Regions from separate parts of the Mus musculus genome. Here regions 1, 2, 3, 4 and 5 are each linked to region 6. The links are chromatin contacts, called in public HiCAR-type, HiChIP or PLAC-seq and promoter capture Hi-C maps. All regions are on one chromosome and are shown on one strand. The core of a region is the stretch at or near the end of the contact, and the rest is flanking DNA. Distances in the headings are between cores, read along the strand shown. Region 1 holds the start of Gatm (glycine amidinotransferase (L-arginine:glycine amidinotransferase)). Region 2 holds the start of Sqor (sulfide quinone oxidoreductase). Region 3 holds the start of Spata5l1 (spermatogenesis associated 5-like 1). Region 4 holds the start of Bloc1s6 (biogenesis of lysosomal organelles complex-1, subunit 6, pallidin). Region 5 overlaps Sqor (sulfide quinone oxidoreductase). Region 6 holds the start of Fbn1 (fibrillin 1).

Region 1 (3,397 bases), core at 485-2,984, 2.9 Mb before region 6:
AAAAATCACTCCCCTGCCCCAGAGGAGTGAAGGCAGTTGCAGAGGAGAGGTACAGTGGAACGCAGGCTGCAGACGCTGAGGACCTGCTGAGGACTGGCTCCCAGACCCATGGTAGCCCTGGCTTACCTTCACCTCCACTGTGAATGGTGGCACACAGGCATTTTCAGCTCTGCCCACTATCACTTCCTCTAAAGGGTCCCATTCGTTGTAAGAGGAGACAGGGCAGTCCTTGGGCAGAGGATGGGTGGCCTTGTCTTCAGCTGCACAGGAATTTCGGGAGGAAGCTGTAGCTGCCTGGGTGCTCTGGAAAGTTCGCTGCACCCATCCTGTTAAGGATCCTCCAAGCTTAAAAGCAAACAAACACACACACACACACAAACAAGGTATGGTTAAAGTGTGAGACTCAGGATAACACAGATATGTACTTGAGGAGACCCTAAGATGTTGACTAGTAGAGGGGTTTTGGGTGATTAAAAAAAAAACCCACATAACTTTTTGTTGATGATAGACTGATTTTGTTTTTGTCATATGCTGTAATCTTTTAGAACTCCCAGAAAGATCTGGTTCCCAGCAACATGTTTCCCATATCTATCTCAAAGTTTTTGCAAACTAATTTTCAGAAACTTTCTTAGAAGATAGGCCATCCTCTTCCTCAAGGAAGTGCCCAGTAAGTACCGGCAATGTCCAACTGAAGGAGGAAGTCTTGCTTTTTCAGTTTGGAAGGTTACCAAAACGGAGTTCTTTTTACTGTAAATAACATGGGATCTGAAAAGACCTTATCTTTCAGAATAAGCAACCCCAACCTTTTTTTTAATCACTTTTTTTTTTCATTTCAAGTCAGAGATGACTGTCATGTGTACCATAAGGATTAACCCAGGCAGGCACAGAATGTAAACTTAAAAAGAGATCTAAGCATATTAAAAACCTTCTTTCTTTCTTCCTTCCTTCCTTCCTTCCTTCCTTCCTTCCTTCCTTCCTTCCTTCCTTCCTTCCTTCCTTTCTTTCTTTCTTTCTTTCTTTCTTTCTTTCTTTCTTTCTTTCTTTCTTTCTTTCTTTCTTTCTTTCTCTCTTTCTTTCTTTCTTCTTTTTAAGACAGGCCTGTATAACCTAGCGCAGGAAGATTCCCTTACCCACTCCCCCTGGCAAACCTCATCCCGCCCCCAAACTCTATCAGGCTGTTAAAAGTCCTCTAAGAAGGGAGCTAGAGGGACTCTTGGGTGGAGACCCAAAGCAAGAGAGCAAATGACAGCTGTTCAAGAACCAGCTGCTGGCAGAACTCATCTGCCAGAGCTATTCCTGTCAAGGAGCAAGGGAGGGTCTGCAGGCATGGGCTCGGATATCCCAAGGAAGCAGAGGGCCTGGCAGAGCAGCAGGTGGGGGACAGGATGGACTCATTCCAACTTCCCCGGTAAAGCCCAGGGATCCCAGAGTTTCAGCTGGAGCCGGCCTGTAGGCTCCGTCCATGCCCTCACATGCATCTTCCCAGAAAACGCCCTCACGGGCTACGGAACACAGACCACGCCACCCTGTTACCGGGGTGTCCAGTCTCCCTCTGGGTCCCCATCCTGCATCCCGCAGAGGTCCCGAGGCAGCGTAGGGACTCACCCGAGAGCCGATGTAGTGCACCGCCTCGGCACCTCGGCTGCCTCCGCGCAGACACCGCACCCGTAGCATCGCCCCGTCTCTGCTGCTCCGCGTGCACAAGGTCCTAGTCGCCAAGCTCGCGCCAGCTCCCAGCCTGCGGCCGCGCGCGCTGCTTTTGTAGCCGCGCCCAGGGCCTGGCCCATTGGCTGCCAGGAACAGGTGGCCTCGGCGTCCGTGGGTCACGTCCCGGGGCTGGCCCTTTTTTTTTTTTTTTTTTAGCTCGTGCCTCCCGTACTGGCTCAGGTCAGCGGCGGCGAAGACCCATGAAGAGGCTACCCAATGCCTAGCAGGGATGATGGTTCCTTAGTCTCTCTTGTTGGAAGTCCATTTTTCAACCTGAATGTGTAAACCCCAAGGCCAGTCTTAGTCCATGGGCCACTGAGTGGAACGGCCCCGAGTTAGCTTCCAAGTTTGTCGACCTGAGCCTATGTGGTGGTGGTCTTTAGAACACTGGTGGTCTTTGGCTAGGTGCTCCTGCTTTGAGAAACTCAGTTATGAAAACAGGCAGATAATAATAAGTCAAAAGTAATAAGGAGTGGGGGAGCTACAGTTAGCTTCTGCTTCTGAGGCACATCTTAAAAGGTTTCTTTCAATATGACTTGGGTGCTTGATTACAAAGTAGTTCCCTTAACTGGATTTGTAGAACTAAAACTAGAGAACTCAAATAGACACATCACTTCCTAGCAGAAGGGGCAGATTTGAGTACTTCTTGCCTGGCTGTGTCGTCCAGTCTGGCTTCCGGCCCTCCATTCTCCTGGATCCCGCGATTATAGGCTTGTATGATGAGCACCCCCCACCCCCCTGCCGGCTTCTCTGTGTTGTGTTTTCTAGAAACTGAGAACGGTGACATTGATAGTCCCTGGTCCACGAGCTAACCAGAGACCAAAATAAACGGTGCCGGTAAAGTCTAGGCAACTCTTAAGAGTCGTATGATTACGAGGTAATACTCAACAAAGAGGTCTCAAGGTCCTGATATGGTGAAGGGAGCCAGTGAGTCTAGGTTCCTATCTTAGCTCTGTTCTTAAAATGCTGTGTGGCTTGGAAGCACAACCCTGGACCTTTCTATCAAAGGCTCGCTCCTTCTGCTAGTGAGGGCTTCGGGGAATCTGAAGAATTTCTCAAAACTTAAAACTTTTACCCAATAGATGAACTCAATCAACTCTGGGGACTATGTCTTTGGGTGTACTTAGGGTGACCAGAGATGTACCCTTCTCAGTGAAGGGATTTAAAAAGATGGTTAAGGTTCAGGATATAGCTTAGTAGAAGAGTGCTCTCACTCACCTTGTATTTAAAAGCAGCCAAACAACCGAACCAACCAAACCAGCCAAAACAAACCTCACCACAAACCTTGTAAGAGCCAGCATAGTGGTTCAGTCAACTTTGTAAGTTCCAGGAGGGCTTGGTCTGTCTGATACTTTGTTTCAAACAATGGCTGGTAAGTACACATAAGAAGACTTTCACTTTGCTTGGTTTCCAGTTTTGTCAGAGATCTATAAACACCTCATGACCCTCATTGAAGACATTATTTTTATTTTGAAAGTGCAAGATCTAAAAGTATCTGACAAAAATTAGGGGGCAATTTAGCTTTAGACAATGGGAAATGCTTACAGCCAGACTGACACCCTCATCTCTTGTAATCCAGGAGAGGAGCAGAGGAGAGAGCAAGCCCCACACACCAGCCCTACTGTTATCGAAGCAAATTAAACCACCCCCCCTAGACTTTGTTTTTTTCTATTTAGAGGATTGAAAAGAA
Region 2 (3,589 bases), core at 723-3,222, 2.7 Mb before region 6:
TGGGGCTTGTTTAATGGGCTCCAAGCAGGTGCATTTAAAGCAGCATGCCTGGAGAATCCCTCTGCCTTGCCCTTACTCCAGTGTCTTTGCTTTCTCCTTTTCCTTTCCACGCTCTATTGCTGCTCATTCCTGCTAGTGCCCTTCCTAGTATGGGTCTGCATGGCTTCCTGGGGGTCGCCAGTCTATATTTCCTTATGCCCGGATCTTCTTGGATAGGTATTTGTTCCTCACCATCATGCCCCCTCCCCCACTACACATCATGCCCCCTTCCCCCACCATGCTCCCCCCCAAGCTTTCTTGCCATCCTTTAATATTTCTCTTAGTTTCCCATCTCCCTGTCTGCACACTCACTACTCTGGAAACCTCATATGGATGGGAATCAAGTGTAGGTCCAGACAGTAGCAGCCACAGGGCTCACTTGACATTCAGCGGACAAGATGGAGAATAACCATCTGAGGAAAGAATGACTGGGCTGGCGAGATGGGTCAGCAGGTAAAGATGCCTGCCTGGTTCTAAGCCCGATGGTCTGGGATCCATCTGTTGGAGGACAGAATTGACTTTGGGAAGTTGACCTCTAACTTCCACCTGTGCCTCATGACACACATGTACACGTGCACACATGCACACTAAATAAGTAAATAAAATATTATAGAAAGAAAAAGGGGAATGCCAATGGAGTAACTTCTCAGTCTTAATGTCTGATGGGCAAGACACTGATGGAAAGAAGGGACTTCAGTGGGGTAATAGAACGATACATAGATGCCCCAGCGTGTGGGAACTATTCAGGACACGGCTTCCAACTCGATTCTCCAGCCATAGACCTCCAAACACCCTGCAAACAGACTGCCCTTGATTCATTCACAGGAACCAGGACTTCTTAATGAGGATGGAGAGGAAGGAGAGATGAAGAATAGTACGAATTGCTTTGGAAATATGTGTGTAGAGTTTTGCTTTTGTCAAAACTTTGGGCTACAATTGTTGGCACTTAGAGGGTGGAAATCAGGGTTATGTTCAGTACTATACAACAATTAACTGTCCTGAGGCCTGAACATTTTTTTCTGGTGCCCCGCCCCTTGCCTCAACTCTCAAGTATGTGAAACATTTTATTGATAAAATAAATTCAGTTTTAGTTTAGAGTATGGCAGACATTAAGGATTATTTTTACATAGTCTTAATACGCTGTTTCCAGCAATAGCTTTATCAGTAAATACAGATCACATTTGGTTTTGTTTCCAAGTTCTTTACCAGACTTACCTGTTGCTGCACAAAGTCACGGAAAATTACTAGGGAGGCAGTGTTGCAGGTGCAGGTGCCAGCAAGTGCCACCAGGCTTACCATCAAACCCGTAGTCCCTGTTTGCGACCAAGCAATTTTTCTATAGATCCTTCAGAGTGAAGACAGTTTGAAAGAAGTGACTCAAAAACTATTAAAATGCATATAATCAAACAAGTGCGAAAGAAACTTAGTTATGCTTAAAAAAAAAGTTGGTGGCATTTGCGTGTTCTTTGAGGTTTTTTTTTTTTTTTTTTTTTTTTAAGTTGAGGCCTTAGCAACTTTTAGGAACTGTATTTGTTTTAACACATGAAGCCGCGGTCTCTGGCTTGTGCCTTCAAACAGTCAGTCCTTAGAAGGGGCAGAACAGTGACTTGTCAGGCACCAAAAGAACAACTCCTAGGAGCCAGCAGGTTCCAGGGGAAGGTGCCGCGCGGTTCTGAGTAGAGGTGGCCTTGTCTGCACCCCAGGCGTAAGAAAAGCGTCTAGGCTGCGTGGGGACAGTCGCAGGACATGGGGAGCAAGGATCACCCATACCACCCATGCCTCCGGTGTCCGTGCCTGCTCCAAGGTGCGCATTCCCCTCCGGGTTTGTTGTTGGGTAGCGCCCTGGCGGCCTTTCCTCCTCCGGAGGTTGGGGGTGTGGGGGTGGTGGCTGTCCCCGCCCCTGGCCTTTGCCTCCCCGCCCCGGCGGCCAGGCGGGGCTATGCGAGGCCAGCGCTCCAGCGCCACAGTAGTTTCTGCTGCGCCAGCGCTGGGGCCCACGGTGTCGCTCAGCCCGGTAAGACGCACCCCACGACGCTGTTACCCTCCTATAGCCGCTCGCTGTCGCCCACCTCGGTTCTGTCTCCGCGCTCCCGGCCGCCCTTCTTCTTTTCCAACCCCTGACAGACTCCCCTTTGGTCTGGGACTCGGTGGACTTCAATGCTTTCTCCTTAGTGGCCCAGCCTCAGCGATGCAGAGAGGATGGCCCTGGCACCCTCTCCACCCACACAGCTTGGACGTGTGGTCTCGGTGCGTGGGAATTTCAGAAACGTTAGTTCCACTTGTTGTCTGTCACTCAGCACCTTGCCCTGCCTGCCGGGTGGGTTGAGACTGGCATTGATCTGGGGAGGTACCCAGGGCGCTGGGGGTGGGAGGTGGTCAGCGGAGAAGCACAGGCCAGGCTGATTGGCAATTAGTACAAGGGAGAAAAGGCTCTTTGGTGAAACTTTTCACCTTACTTTTACTTACTTCTCCGAGAGCCACCCCAGCTTCTAGGGCTCACAGACTGAAGCTGAGTCAGAGAGTTTGCACAGGCTGTAAACCTCTCCTCTGTAAACACAGCTTTCTGATCCTTTTTTTTTTTTTTTAAAACCTGCAGCTACCTCTGACAGTTCTGAGTTTGGGGGAAAACTAAGGACTCTTTCTTAGAAGATTTCCCTTTTTGCTTTAAACTTTATTATTTTATTTCATGTGTATAGTTAGTTCGTTTGCATGTATGCCTAATGCCCTGGAACTGGGGTTATAAGCTTTCATCTGGGTGCTGGGAACTGAACTCAATTCCTCTGGAAGTAAGCCCTCCGTAAGAGCTCTTAACCACTGAGCCATCTATCTCTCAAGAGACTTTTAAAAACATAAAATTTAAGGCAGGCTATGATGAAAGAAAACAGCCACTAAAGTATTTAAAAGAATGCCATATAAATTTAAAAAGCAAATAACTATTATAATTTTGAATAGCTCAGAATATAGAATTCAAGATATAGGCACTACCTGTAAACACATTTCTAAAACATCATAAATACTGCTAATATTGCTGTGGCCAGCTGCCTACACAGTCCTTGAAGAGAATGTTAAATTTCAAGTAGACATCAGTGGAAGGTGAAGATTTTTTTTTTCTTTCATTCAGATGAATGGACCTCAATTTAGATAGATACCCTGTTAGCAGAAAGGGTGTTGATTACTTGTTAGGCAACTTAGCTTCTTGGGTTTAACACTTTCTTGAACTACCACTATGTCCTCTATCCCCAGCTTCTTTGGGCATCTGCTTTTCCTAAGGAAGAGAATGAGAAAAGCCCGGCACTCCTCCCCCAAGCCTAATGCCTTCTCACAGGTGAAAAGCATCCCTACTGAACTTGATGCAGAGGGATGCGGTAGGTAAAACGCCCCCCCCCCCCAACCTTGTCTGATACTGGCCTTTACATCCCTAAATCTGGTACATAAAAGGTCTGCTGGATGACATGGAGGTGGTTGCTTGTGAAGGCATCTAGGAGACAGCTGGAAGCTTGGGAAATGGCTGTTTAAAACTAATTGCTTCTTTTGAATCCATCAGAGCAAA
Region 3 (3,270 bases), core at 145-2,644, 2.9 Mb before region 6:
TGCACACGTTTGTTGCTTTAAATAGTGCTCATAAAATTGCCAAATTTGGAGTCCTGTAACCAACAAAAGGACCACAGAACTGTTATTATGTTTTTCTTTTCAAGGTTTTCTTTTTCTTTCTTTCTTTCTTTCTTTCTTTCTTTCTTTCTTTCTTTCTTTCTTTCTTTCTTTCTTTCTTTCTTTCTTTCTTTCTTTCTTTCTTTCTTTCTTTCTCTCTCTCTCTCTCTCTCTCTCTCTCTCTCTCTCTCTCTCTTTCTTTCTTTCTTTCTTTCTTTCTTTCGATACCTTTCTCCATTCTGTAGTTTAGGCTTGCCTAGACCTCACTAAGTAGCCCAGGTAGAACTATAAATTGTTCTAATCCTTATTTAGTCTCCCAAATGTTGTGATATAGGTATGAACCATCACAGCAAGCTTAGAATGGTTTCCTGCAAGATTGTAAGTATGATGAATTCAGATGTATGGATGACTGAAACAATACAATGAAAATGGTCTGACTCAGAGGAGCAGGATGGGTTAAGGCTGCCTGGGAAAGATAATCTATAGTTTTACTGAGAATGTGTGAATGAGTTGAGGGCCCAGAAACACAATCCCTTCCTGATATTTGTGACACAAGGAGGGGAGTGGCTGTTTTAGTGGGGATGCTGTATATTTCTTGGCCAAGGTCAGAGAACTTTATAGTTTGGCCCTGAACGGGATCAGCCTCTTTATGCAACACGAAAAAACATGTACTGTCCTCCACACCATATCCCCACTAACTTAGCCTCTACCCCTGTTTTAAATCAGTGCTGAAATCTGAAAGGTTAAGTTCACTCTAATTGCCTCAGTGGGCATCAGTTATGACTCTCAGCTGTACCTTTCATGCGACCATGGTCAAAATATGCAGAGAAAAACCTCTTAAGATCACCCTATTAAACTTCCGTTTCCTGGTCAGTTCTTTACCACAGCTATCCACACGCACGCTAGCTTTCACACACATCCCTTTACATATTGAAGATGGTTATTATGTCTTATTATTAATGTCTTCTTTCCCATTTCTAGACGCTCCAAGTCTTTGGAACGAGGATAAAAGATCTTTCATAAGATGCGAGTATCATGATTAATTTGGCGGGTATTTTATTTACACCTTGTTTATATCTGTAAGCACGTTACACCTTGTCAGCAGTTTGGGTTTTCTTTTTTTCCTTAAGAAATCTTTTTACTTCACAAAATGAAAACTCTTATGGCCTAATGGAGCAGCCGTATGTCTGTCAGATGCCAGCGGAGACCTTTTCATTGAGGCTCTTGGACCGACTACCGGGCGTCTGATGTTTATGGAGAGCCAGGCTTTTCTCACTTTCCCAGAAGTCCTTTCGACCGTCAATCAGAGGCTTGTTCCTTCTTGGCGCATGCGCGCCGCCTGCATCCGGCAGCCGGGTGGATTGCTGCCGGGCTTTCCCCGGCGTGGTTCCCCGAGTCATGGCTCCGGACTCGGGGCCCTTCCCCGACGGACAACTTTTGAAGCTGCTGCCGGTGGATCCCCGGGACCGGGACACCCAGCGCTGCCGCCTGGGGCCGGCCGCCTTCCGCAGCTTGGGTGCGCGCCTGGGCTCGCCGCTGAGGATCTCGTTGCCCGCCGGCGGCTGCTGCCTCTGCACGGCCTGGCCGCGGCGCGACAGGGTGGATGGCTTTGTGCAGCTGGACCCGCAGTGCGCTAGCCCCGGGGCCCGGGTGGCCACGGGGAGGATAGGTATGGACTGCTTGCAACCCGTGCCCTGTCCGCCCCTGCGGCGCCTAGAGGTGTGGCCGGTGCTGCGGCCCCAGGCGGGAGCCCCGAGTTCCGCCGCGGTGCTGGAGGTAGTGCACGAGCTGCTGCGCAACCGGCCTGTGTCTCGGGGACACGTGGTGACCACCCCGCCGGGTGTCCCCGGCCCTGTCGCAGCTCTGCACGTGATGGGCGGGACACCGGACCCAGAGCCCGGCGGGTGGGTCACACCGCATACCCGCATCACGCTCAGTGACAAGCCTCCGCCACAGGTCGAGCCTCCCGGGGAGGTGACCCTTGGGGGTCTGTCGGAGACCGCCGACTCCCTACGGGAGCTGCTCCGCCTGCCGCTGCGCTACCCGCTCGCCCTAGCCGCGCTGGGGCTGGCTGTGCCCCGCGGGGTGCTCCTGGCGGGCCCCCCGGGAGTGGGCAAGACCCAGTTAGTGCGGGCCGTGGCGCGCGAGACTGGCGCCGAGCTGCTGGCGGTGAGCGCCCCGGCGTTGCAGGGCTCCCGGCCCGGGGAGACCGAGGAGAACGTGCGGCGCATCTTCCAACGAGCCCAGGAGCTGGCCAGCCGCGGACCCAGCCTCCTCTTCCTGGACGAAGTGGATGCCCTGTGTCCCCGGAGAGGCGGCCCGCACCGAGCTCCCGAGAGCCGAGTGGTGGCCCAGGTGTTGACGCTGCTGGACGGCATCCACAGGGACAGGGAGTTTGTGGTTGTGGGAGCCACCAACCGGCCAGACGAGTTAGACCCAGCGCTTCGCAGGCCGGGCAGGTTTGACAGAGAGGTAAAGTTCCTGAAAGCTCGCCTTTTTGGAATGTTGGGTCAGGCAGGAGTTGTAGATCACTTGTCACATGCAAGCTAGAACCTGGGTTCAAATCGTTCTGGGAAGCAGGATGGTCATTTGCTTTGTTGAAGTAACTAATCCTGATGCATGCATATTAAACTGAAATAGCCTTTGGAATGAGAACTTAGTCACAGTAAGAGAAGGCAGGGAAGGTGAATAAAAACAGGCATAAGCCCTTAAATGTATTCAAATGTCAGGATACCAGCTTCCTGTTCTACGTTGTCAGGGCTGGCTTTTTTAGCGTCTTTGGTACTCAAGTGATTTTTTTTTAATTTCTAAGCAATTATTAGTAATTAAATAATAATTAAAATTTGTGGTAGGATTCTCTTAAGACTTTGGAGGACCTGAATGGATTTCTTCCTTGAACCATCTATTAAAGGGCCCTGCTTCCAAAGAACAAGGACCTAGATTATCTAGTCTGCTATTTGATCCCAGATTGTCAGAACTTGGTGTGTTCTTAAAAAACAACGAAGACTTCTTCAGTGAAATACAGAGTTTTCATTGTGGAGATTCTAGCCACTGTTGTTCCACTGGACAGTTATCATTTTCTTGTATTCATAATCCAAGGTGTGCTTAGAAGTTCATGATACAAGTTCCACAAGGGTTTGCTGAATGACTGTACATACTGGTGAGGGTGCTTTTAAAGGAAGATTTTAAGTTGTCTACTTCTAATTTCTCTAT
Region 4 (3,154 bases), core at 91-2,590, 2.8 Mb before region 6:
GTGACTGCTGAATGAAAGGGAGGAAATAATGAGATAATGAATGGTGTCCACAGTAAAGGTGTGTTTGAGTGTGCTGGCTCGTGTCTGCTGGAGGACCAAGAATTCAAGGCCATCCCTAATTACATATTGAGTCTAAGGCCAGATTAGGCTACAGGACACCTCACCTTGTGAAACAAAACAATAAAAAAGATATTATCCTAGAGCACTTAAAAGATGAATAGGCCTTTGAAAAAGATACTCTAGTTTGAAACAGGAACAAGCACAATGGACAGCGTACAATGCCCAGATTGCACAAGATGTTTGAAGAGTAATAAATTGTTTTCCTATTTGTATGACAACACTAATTATTACACATTCTATAGTTCAGCAACCTCACAGGGTTGAGTTCCATTACAAAAGCTTTAGGGGAGGAATTGGTTACCAATTTTTCTGGAGGTCACCCACCATCCAGAATAATGACTCCCTTCCTCTGTCTTCAAACCCATCAGTGTTTGTTTAATCATCCTTTGTAATCAAATCTTTTTTCAGACAGCCCCACCCCATCAGTTTTACAGACTGTTACCTTGGGTCCTTGGAGTACCCTTCCTATTTTAAGGTTATGTTAACTAGTAGCTTTTATTCGTTGCCATGCCCTCTAATATATTTAGAAGTCTCAAGGATTAGTCTGTGGACATTCTACCGTGGAGAGTTGAGAAGTTACCCTTGAAAAGTGGCTAAAGTGAAACTGAACATAAGATGGTGACAATAGGGAGCCAGTGCATTCCAGGGGCATGGCATTATTTGTTTATTTATATTAGTTTTTTTTTTTTTTTTTGAGATAGCTTTGGCTACAATATGGAAAACTGAACAGGTAACCTGAGGAGCAACTAGAGATGCTACTAGAGGTCAGAGTTTACAAAAGGGTCGAGAATCCTTACATTTGCTGTGGAGCTGAGTCTGTCCAAGTCTACATACTTTCCTTTAGAACTCATGATATCATCTTACAGGAGCCCAGCATGTGCTTTTGGTAATTTGACTTAATTTGTCCAAATGATGCTCCAAGAAAGCCTTTACGTCATTTCCAAGCACTGGAAGAGATCCTCAGCAACGCTCAAGCTCAGAGTTCGTATTGACTCACTTAGCGGCCCGAGTTATAAACTGGACACAACACTGGGGACATTCACACGGTTATGGCGACATCCGGTCCTCTAACCTCTCTTCCGGGTTCCGCCGGCCACCCTCTGTGAAACCGAACCCGCACGCGCACGGCTGCGCCTAGGGCGCTGACACGGGGGGGGCGGGGGGGGGCGGGCGTTCCGGACTTGCAGTAACGTTCTGCGTCGGAAAGCGAGGTTTTCCGCTTTCGTCACTTCCGTGTGCCTCGGCGGCTTTCGTCCGGATGGACTCTGGAACGCGTTAGGTTTCTTTGCCTGTGACTTCTCCACAGCACTCGCCTCACGCAGCGCCCAGTGCGGGGATATGAGTGTTCCTGAGCCACCGCCTCCAGACGGGGTCCTTACGGGGCCTTCCGACAGCCTGGAGGCCGGCGAGCCCACGCCGGGTACGGCTGTTTTGCGGGGCGACTGCCCACAGGGGCCGGGTTCGAGTGGGTGGGACTCCAGCGCAGGCGACCCTCCTGCCTAGAGCATCCTGGCCAGGCAACCCTGGTCCCGCGAGGAAACGCACTGTTGGGTGCGGTTTGTGTTAAAGGTTTGCGTTTGTGTTGCTTTTCAACTGTTTGTCACAGGGTTAGTGGTTGGCGATCAGTCTGCCAGAGAGAAGGTAGATTTTTAGGAAACTGTACAATAGTGTCTACTCATGAAATACTCTGACCTCCTAGGTGACATTACTTCATCCGAGACTCCAGCAGCCGTCCGCACATTTCCAGAAGAAATTTAAGCATTGATGCCCGAAGGCGTCCGTTGGACGAAGCAGTTAATTTGCTATATAGGCAGATGGGCACTGTTTATACCATCGTTTTTGTGAGATTGAAAACACCACTCAAATCATTTTCTGTGAGCATTGGTTCATATGAGAGAAGCTAGATGGAGCTTCTAAAAATAATCTCTGCGTTTCAGAAATAGGAAGCTACAAATAACCCAGCATTTCCTGGCAGTGCTTTTCTTTAATGACATATCCCTTTCATGACTTGTTCAGTCACATTAGTAATACTCTGTAGTACCTACTTGGAACCTGGGCCTCTCTCTTTCTCCCTTCCCCTCCCTTCTCCCCCTCTTTCTCTCTTTCTGCACATAACGAATGGGTGGTATGCATATAAATAAAAGCAGATGTCAGAGAGTAGGGCAGAGATAGGGATAGGTGCTAGCTGCAGGTTCAACTCAGGACTTATTTCATGTTAAACAAGTGCTCTACTACAGAGCTAGATCCCTAGCCTCAGCTGTCTGATCTTCTTGATAATGGTGTGAGCTTACTCTCCCATGAAACTGAATTTGCACTCTTGGATTCAGTTCCCTCTGTTTCATGTAGAGGATTCCGCAGGGCATTAGCATCTATCTCCCCTCAGCAGTGTAAAGCTACCACCGCTAGTCTCTCATTCTCACAGCATGGTGTGTCCATTGTTGTAACTTTACTGCCCCAACACAAGCTCCAGGCATGAATCCTTAGAATCCTAAAATGGCTTCTTGCCACTTACTGAATTTTCCATAGAATTGGCACTCAGGGACCCTCACAGGCTGACTCACGGCATATATTAATAGCTCACTGTTGCTTTCTGTGCATGGCCTTGCTGTTCATCCTTGCAGTTTCTCATTCTGTTTAACAATGTTGCACCCCCTCGGCTCCTTTCAGATTTGTATCCATATGAAAGTGGTGGCTGCAGTCTAAGTTGGGGCCATTTTTTAGAGGGTTTTTGCAGTTTCAAAGATGGTCACATGTTCTGTTCCACACTGTTTTCTAAGAATGTCTCCCATAGAAATAGGAGCGTGCAAGGATTAGGAAGACCACAGCAGTGTTGATGAACTATGTAGATCCATATACATTGCTGAAGAAAGATACCTGTGATAGACTTTGTCTTAAAACAGACAAATGAATGGAAGACCTTCAGAACAGCGTGATGAAAAGCTGATGTGCATGGCTGGGTAAAGGCAGTTTCTGGCCGATTACGTGAGAAAACTGCAGACTGACTCCATTGGAGTTAGGCTTTTTAAGGAGTGCC
Region 5 (3,617 bases), core at 7-2,506, 2.7 Mb before region 6:
TACAGCATCTCCAGACTGAATTTTTGTTGAACAAATGTTATTTCTATGTATTGAAATAGCAGCTGCGTTTTCCCTTTCCTTTGAAGTAAGCTAGCATTTCTAACTGATATCTGGCTTTCCATAGGAGGCGAGTTTTGGGAAATATCTACTCAAGTCACAGTCCAGGCAACCTTCCAGACAATTAGGAGAGTCATGTGACTAAGGTTTGTCCCAGCACTAAGGGAACCAATGCTGCCAGAGGAGAGGTTCAGAAGTGCTTAGCACTAGTTAGAGGTAACCTTCTACATGAGACCCACAAGGTTTTTGACGGATCCACTGAAGTACAATGGTGAGACCACAGGCTCAGTATCAAGCTGCAATTTCATGTTTTCTATCTGCTGCTGAGCCCAGAACTGCAGCTGCCAATCAGTTCGTCAGGGAACTCACCCTTGCCACAGGCCCCTCCTCAGTGAGCTTGTTGTACAAAAGCCAGACCTTCCCTTACATCACAGGTCACCCCCAGAGGATGAAGGTTCCATTTTCTTCTTGCAGTCCTAGAACTAGCAAGGACCTCAGCAATGCTTGCTGGATGAGTGAATCTACAAACACTTTTAGCTGCTTGTGGAAAAATAGAGTTTTATGCAAGTAGACAGATAATAAAATCAGTCCTGATCTGTACTCTGTGCCATCCAGACAGTCGATACCTTGAATGTCTTGGTTCTGTAGGGAAGCCAACCATTAGAGGGCCTGGGATCTGTGGTGATGTCCTAAAGGGGAAACACAGGCATTCTGTAAAGGAATGATACTTTGCTCCACACATACTGTCTTAGTCAGGGTTTCTATTCCTGCACAAACATCATGACCAAGAAGCAGTTGGGGAGGAAAGGGTTTATTTGGCTTACACTTCCCTACTGCTGTTCATCACCAAAGGAAGTCAGGATTGGAACTCAAGCAGGTCAGGGATCAGGAGCTGATGCAGAGGTCATGGAGGGATGTTCTTTACTGGCTTGCCTCACCTGGCTTGCTCAGCCTGCTCTCTTATAGAACCCAAGACTGCCGGCCCAGAGATGGTCCCACTCACAAGGGGCCTTTCCCCCTTGATCACTAATTGAGAAAATGCCTTACAGCTGGATCTCATGGAGGCATTTCCTCAACTGAAGCTCCTTTCTCTGTGATAACTCCAGCTGTGTCAAGTTGACACAAAACTAGCCAGTACACATACCTTGGTGGTTTTATCAAAGTGTAATATCGATTATTTGTAAGGACTGGGCACCGACAAGCTTATGGGAGGGAGGTTAATGAAAGAATGAAGCCCTGCTAGAAAGAACACAACAACAACATCAACAAAGCAAAGCAAAACAAAACAACCCCTGGCCTGATCCCCCCAAAACCCCAAAAGGTTCAAGCCTTTTGAACAAAGTTCTAAGTCTGCTGACCCAAACCCGAAGGAATAGCAAAGCTTGTAGACTTGCCTTTTGAGCAATTCCAGAGAACGACAGAGACCTTGCCAGAAGGCTTAATATGGACAAAGATTCCCATTTCGTAAACGAGGTCGGGGTGGGGACAGGGAGAGAGATCCTGATGCTAAGAGCCTAGTAAATCAGCAGCCAAACCCTTGCAACACTCCAGGCTCACCAACTAAATAACTGTCACATAGCAATTTAGAAAGAGAAGCGTGCCAACAAAAGGTTCAAAGATGACAAACCCACCCTCAGCCAGCTACTAAGCTGTGCTGGCTCATACTGAACACGCAGGCCACATTTCCCCTTTTAATGTTCTTTAGAAAACAGTAACAACACTTCCTGAGCTTGCACCTGCAAAAGACAGCTCTAAGTGCTTTACAGGTTTCCGCTCATTGAGTGCTCAAAGCAGCTCACCAAGGCAGGTACCGTTCCCATTTCACAAATGAAGAAACCGAGACGTGCCTTCCTTACAAGTATTTACTACCCACCTTCTATGTCCTAGATGCTAGTCTGAAGACTGAACTTAACAACGAGAGAGTTTATCTCCTCCAGGAACGCAGTCTGATGGGAAAGATAAGGGTTTTAGGTAATAACACCAGAAATTATTAAGTCACAGCATGACAAGAACCAGTCAGGCTTGTTAGGTCGAGGAAGGTTTGCCTAAAGGAGTTCTTTCTTAGTTAAAGAATTAGTAGGCATTAATTAGGGTTAGAGGTAGGAGCTACATGCAAATGCCTTGGGGGCAGTGAGGGAGTATTGGAGGAAATGAGCCAGTGTGGCTAGAATACGGGGGTAGGAAGGAAAACACTGGAGTTCAGAGAAGAAATAAGGCTTGTGGTCTAGAACACAGACTCCCAAGGCAAGGGCGTCAGAGAGACAGTCTAGGTCATAGCAGTGCCCACAAGTCCACTTTTATTCTGGTGTCTGTGACAGGAGACACGATACTAAGAATAGAAGGATTTGGTAAATTGAATCCTGTTTGCTAAAGAACACTGATTAATTTATGCAGTCTGAAGAAGGCTCTCGAGGGACCTGCTACAAAATTAAAACTTGAACTTAAAGGCTCCCATCTGTGGTGAAAATTGCTAAGTGGGTGACAAGAATCATAATTCCAAAAGACTCAGAGTGGGAGGATGGATTAAAACCCACCAGATATCTCCGGAGAGATGTTATGTACCGATTTCTGATGCCATCAGCCTGGGCAGTGCTATGCTCAGTGAGGTCCTAGAAGAACCCTACCAGATTCCCCAACTTCTTCCTTAACTTCACAACAACGCTCTAAAGTTTCCCCAAGTTTCTGAGCCTTAGAACTCACAAATGATACATGGTCAGACATCTACTGGGGCTCTCATTCTTCAGAGATGAAATGAATTTATAATCCTCAAGACAATGAACCCCATTACAAAGACACTGAGGAATCCCCAGATCTCCAAGAGATCCACTCAGCGAGGCAGGCCTGGCTGCTGTATCAGCAGGGAGAGGCCTGCTGATCTATGAGCAAAAGACTGCCAGGTAAACAAGCCATGAAAACAAAGAGTAATGATATGTAATTTAATCTGGTTTCCTGGAGATACCAAGGAAACTAAGGAAGTTCTGAGCTATCAGCAGAGGAACAACAATATATAAACCTTTAGTTTCTTAGAAAAACATATGCACATATATTTACTTATATGAGTTTATATGTATGCCTTTCTGCTTTTGGGTAAGATTAAGAGCAGCTTTATCCTCTTCCAGGACAGGGAAGCCTGACTTGAGCAAGGGGTCATATAGAATTGTGAATTAACCTTAAATTCAACATGAATCGGCACTACGCTGATATCACTGAAAAAGGCAAACACAGCGCCTGACTATGGGAGAGAACAGTCCTGCTGTTTCTCGGCCATTCTGTTGTGTCCCCATGCCTTCTTCCTGGGTATTTTGATTATAATAGCATTAATAACCCAAGTGGTATTCCAGTAAGGCAAAATACCAGACTCCTGACACTCCTCATGCCCTTCAATGGCTGTTTTCCCTATAAAGCCAAGAGTGTCAAGCTGTTGACTCTGTGGACAAAGTATACAGAACTGGATAGTCCCCCAACCCCCACCGTTAACCTTGATAAACTTTTTAAAAAATGGAACTAAAATTATTCCTTCATATGTGTATGTATTCGTACAACCAGCATTGCTGAGTTCC
Region 6 (3,140 bases), core at 299-2,798:
GCAGGCCGGACACTAGTGTTCAAAACCCTCTGCCTTACAAACTTCCAGGGTAGGTGTCTGAACGCGAGTGTACAGCTCTGGTTTTCATGAGAATGACTTAAAGGAAGGACCATCTCCTGACCACGCATCTCATCTCAGTCTCTGGATTCTTCCCTTTCAGCGATGCCTCCCAAATAGCTGATGCCCACACGGGAAAAGCACTTCTCCCTGCAACTGGAATTGGTAAGCAGCAGAAGCAGTGGGCTTCTCCCTTTCTCTGGGTTTCAGCTCCTCCCCTTCTTCCACAAGGAACCATTCTCGCCTCCCCAAATCTGCTTCAACAATGGCCCAGGATTCCCTCCAGCCAGGACTTCTCCTCTGGGCCAGGAACAAGGCGAGTTATCTGAACAAGAGTTGATGACCGAGTAACTTTGGCACTTCCAGGCTGTCTCCCGGGGATCTCACCCAGGGTCCTCTACGGGCCAGAACCTGCCCTGTCAGTTGCTGTGGATCTTAAAGTCCCAAGAAGGGCGAGGGGAGGCACACCGAAGCAGCTGGGAGCTTCCCTTACCCTTTCAGCGCATCGTGTCCTCCGCCGCCTCTTCTCTTGGCCCGATTGGCTCTGGTCTCCTTCAGGCTCCCAGCCTCCAAATTGGCGTCCGCCCCATGGCTCGTGTAGGACTCGAGGAGCAGGGCGAACGCCAGCGCGACCTCCAGCAGCCCTCCTCGCCGCATGGTGCCGCCGGCCGCCACTCGCTCCGCCGCCGCCGCCGCCGCCGCCGCCGCGCCTTCCAGCGGCCCGAGTCTCCGGGGTCCCGCTGTCTCACTGTCCGGCTGTCCTGATGCAGAGAGGTCCCCGGCCTGGGTCCTACAGCTTTCTTCTCCAGGGACTGCTCCCACTTCGGGTAGTCCCTGCCTGTCCTGCAACACAGACAAGTCCCCAAGGCGGGGAGGTGAGACACTCAGGGCTCCGGGATGCTGAAAGCTCGCAGTCCCCGGTGCCGAGCCCAGACCGCGCGCCGCCTGCGCGTGGCGCAGTTACTCGGAGGAACGAGGACCACTCGATCCCAACTAGCTGCAGAGCCAGAACCCGGCGACTGGCATCCGCGGACCCTGTGGCCTCGCGGCGCCAAGTACCGTGTCCCTAGGGAGCCCAGGCGTCCCGCGAGCGGACTGCCTACACGGTCTTAATGGCACTGATTGCGCGCGGTGACGGCTGACGCCCCAGCTCTCCAAAAAGGGTCCTCTCCGCCCACATACCGGGTCATGGCCAACCCCGCCAGTCCCCTGCATCCGACGTGGAGCAGGGCACTGCAGTCCCGGATCTTGCAGCTGTCAGGCAGAGAGGGCCAGCTGCAGATGCTCGAGACATCCCCTCACCCTGCCCGGCCTCCTGCCCTGGATGCCGCGCAAACGGCCCTCCAGCCACCCGCCTGCCGCCCGACCCTGGCGGGACCCCATGAGACCCACTGGACTAGCGGCTCGGACTCTCAGGCGGCGGTGGCTGCTCTGCTCCGCAGCTGTCCCAGCTGTGGCCGCCTGTGGCACCCACAGTCTCTGCCCCAACTCTGCGGCCCCCTCCTTTCCCACCTCTTCAAGTATCGTCCGCGCAGCGGTTTCTCGCGAGAGAAATACTTTTTTAAAAAAAAGAAAGAAAGAAAAAGAAAATGACACCCTCCCCACCTCCCCCCATCACCACCCCACCCCCGGCCCCATCTATCCTCCCTTTCCACTCCCCTCTGCCAGCCACCGCCCGGACCCGGGCCTCCCTCATTCGCAGGATCAGTGCCCTGGGAGGAGGCGGAGGTGATCCAGTCCTGCCTGGCCTGGGATATTCCGTCCCAGGGTGGGGAAGAGAGGGAATGGGAAGAGGTGGAGTAGCGGTTTAGACCGATCTGCCTGCGGCTGAGAGGTCCAGACCCGAGATTCCCGCGATCAGAAGCACGGAGAGCTGGGCCACCTGCGCGGAGAACGCATGCTGGACACCTTGGCCAACGAGGCCCAGGAGGCCCTGGCTGGAAAGGGGCTCTGTGGCAGTGGCCCTCGCTTCTCAGCCCAGTCTTCTGCTGTCTGGCTGGGAGGAGAAATTGTAGGCTCCGAGGCTCAGGCAGGGCTTGTGGTGAGGCCACCACCACTGAGCCAGCCAACAGGTTAGCGGCGGCGAAAGGGGCATGCCAGTGTCAGGAGCCCGCTGGAGGAGCAATTCTCCCGAGGCTCAGGTCAAGCTACTCACCTAGGCTAAATGAAGAGGCTGCGAAAGTCTCAGTCTGTGATGTGGGGGCCTGTGATTTGGGTTTCAGACAATCCTCCCGCCCAACTCTCAGTTAGGAATGGGGTTTCCTAAAATAACCCTATTTTCACATGTGTACACACTATACAGAGAGCACATACACACACATGCATGGGATTGGGGTGGGGTGGGGGTGTCTGAAATCCACATCGGGCTCGACCGCAGGGACCAGGGACTCCAGTCACCAACTGTCACTTTCCACACAGTTACCCTAAGAATGCACGCATCTTGTTGACCCGGATTTTTCTTGTTTTCAACATCTTGTGCCCGGATATGAGATTATAGAGATCGAGGCATGTTATCAACTCCATCTTCTTTTCAAAATGGACCACGCCTCATGATAATGGACTCACTGCACTGCTTCGATACCTGAATAGGAAGACTTAAACACTGATTTAAATTCATAATTATTTAAATATATTATCTAGTTTAATTGAGGTCTTACTTTCAAAAAAAAATCCTCTTAACAGATCCATGAACTGGAGATTCCGTCCTACATCTTCAGGTGAGAAAAGAGGTATTCATTCGAGGGCCAGGAGATGGCTCTGAGCAAATAAAGCACCAAGCCTGGTAACGTGCGTTCTAGCACCAGGAACTACCTGGCAGAAGGAAGGAAAGACTCCTGAATGTGTCCTCTGACCAACGTACTCGGCATACGCATGCGCACAAGTGAGCACATATACTCCAAATGTCGTCAAATAAAGAACCATTCATTGAAGAAGTAGCTATTGAACACTTGTGCCACCTGGCCCACGGATGAATCAGAATCACTTGCAAGTAAGCCAGGAGTTTCAGTCCCTTTGCACAGCAGGTGATCGACAGGGAAGGCAAGCTTGAAACAAATAGTAGCTCATATGTTACATGCCAACAA

The links. Promoter capture Hi-C pulls out the DNA fragments that hold promoters and counts their contacts. HiCAR-type assays count read pairs that join an accessible place to other places. HiChIP or PLAC-seq counts read pairs in DNA pulled down with a chosen protein or histone mark.
Region 1: a promoter capture Hi-C map of liver shows a contact between it and region 6, with 4 times the contacts expected there. The contact joins the promoter of Gatm here to the promoter of Fbn1 in region 6. A contact is called at or near these places in 8 of 39 promoter capture datasets (the HPC-7 cell line, cranial neural crest, embryonic stem cells and 4 more) and 1 of 115 datasets of contacts at active chromatin or transcription factors (stem cell-derived neural progenitor cells).
Region 2: a contact with region 6 is called in a HiCAR-type map of astrocytes, with 9 times the contacts expected there. The contact joins the promoter of Sqor here to the promoter of Fbn1 in region 6. A contact is called at or near these places in 6 of 39 promoter capture datasets (the 3T3-L1 cell line, embryonic stem cells, hippocampal neurons and 2 more) and 2 of 115 datasets of contacts at active chromatin or transcription factors (astrocytes and embryonic forebrain).
Region 3: a contact with region 6 is called in an H3K4me3 HiChIP or PLAC-seq map of embryonic forebrain, with 15 times the contacts expected there. The contact joins the promoter of Spata5l1 here to the promoter of Fbn1 in region 6. A contact is called at or near these places in 3 of 39 promoter capture datasets (hippocampal neurons and liver) and 2 of 115 datasets of contacts at active chromatin or transcription factors (astrocytes and embryonic forebrain).
Region 4: a contact with region 6 is called in a promoter capture Hi-C map of stem cell-derived epiblast-like cells, with 4 times the contacts expected there. The contact joins the promoter of Bloc1s6 here to the promoter of Fbn1 in region 6. A contact is called at or near these places in 3 of 39 promoter capture datasets (hippocampal neurons, liver and stem cell-derived epiblast-like cells) and 1 of 115 datasets of contacts at active chromatin or transcription factors (astrocytes).
Region 5: a promoter capture Hi-C map of liver shows a contact between it and region 6, with 2.9 times the contacts expected there. The contact joins the enhancer-like site here to the promoter of Fbn1 in region 6. A contact is called at or near these places in 8 of 39 promoter capture datasets (the 3T3-L1 cell line, 3T3-L1-derived adipocytes, the HPC-7 cell line and 4 more).

Annotation. Positions count from the first base shown.
Region 1 is chr2:122,609,543-122,612,939 of GRCm38.p6, forward strand. It overlaps Gatm (glycine amidinotransferase (L-arginine:glycine amidinotransferase)), which reads right to left and starts at 1,735. Exons shown (of 9, transcript NM_025961.5): 1 at 1,606-1,735; 2 at 127-345. The coding sequence starts at 1,674.
Region 2 is chr2:122,763,387-122,766,975 of GRCm38.p6, forward strand. Sqor (sulfide quinone oxidoreductase) reads left to right here and starts at 1,973. Exons shown (of 10, transcript NM_001162503.1): 1 at 1,973-2,053.
Region 3 is chr2:122,629,231-122,632,500 of GRCm38.p6, forward strand. It overlaps Spata5l1 (spermatogenesis associated 5-like 1), which reads left to right and starts at 1,395. Exons shown (of 3, transcript NM_001033256.4): 1 at 1,395-2,529. The coding sequence starts at 1,456.
Region 4 is chr2:122,737,165-122,740,318 of GRCm38.p6, forward strand. Bloc1s6 (biogenesis of lysosomal organelles complex-1, subunit 6, pallidin) reads left to right here and starts at 1,341. Exons shown (of 5, transcript NM_019788.3): 1 at 1,341-1,540. The coding sequence starts at 1,459. It overlaps Bloc1s6os (biogenesis of lysosomal organelles complex-1, subunit 6, pallidin, opposite strand), which reads right to left and starts at 1,198. Exons shown (of 2, transcript NR_156706.1): 1 at 918-1,198.
Region 5 is chr2:122,787,850-122,791,466 of GRCm38.p6, forward strand. The region is part of intron 3 of Sqor (sulfide quinone oxidoreductase); the gene reads left to right. Among named protein-coding and RNA genes, the nearest start is that of Sqor, 24 kb to the left of the region's middle. Within about 2 kb of position 1,257, at least 27 of the 459 cell types and tissues checked have an H3K27ac peak or open chromatin away from gene starts, as enhancers often do. A contact at or near this core is called in liver, where this site is marked.
Region 6 is chr2:125,504,890-125,508,029 of GRCm38.p6, forward strand. Fbn1 (fibrillin 1) reads right to left here and starts at 1,549. Exons shown (of 66, transcript NM_007993.2): 1 at 1,450-1,549; 2 at 551-900. The coding sequence starts at 714.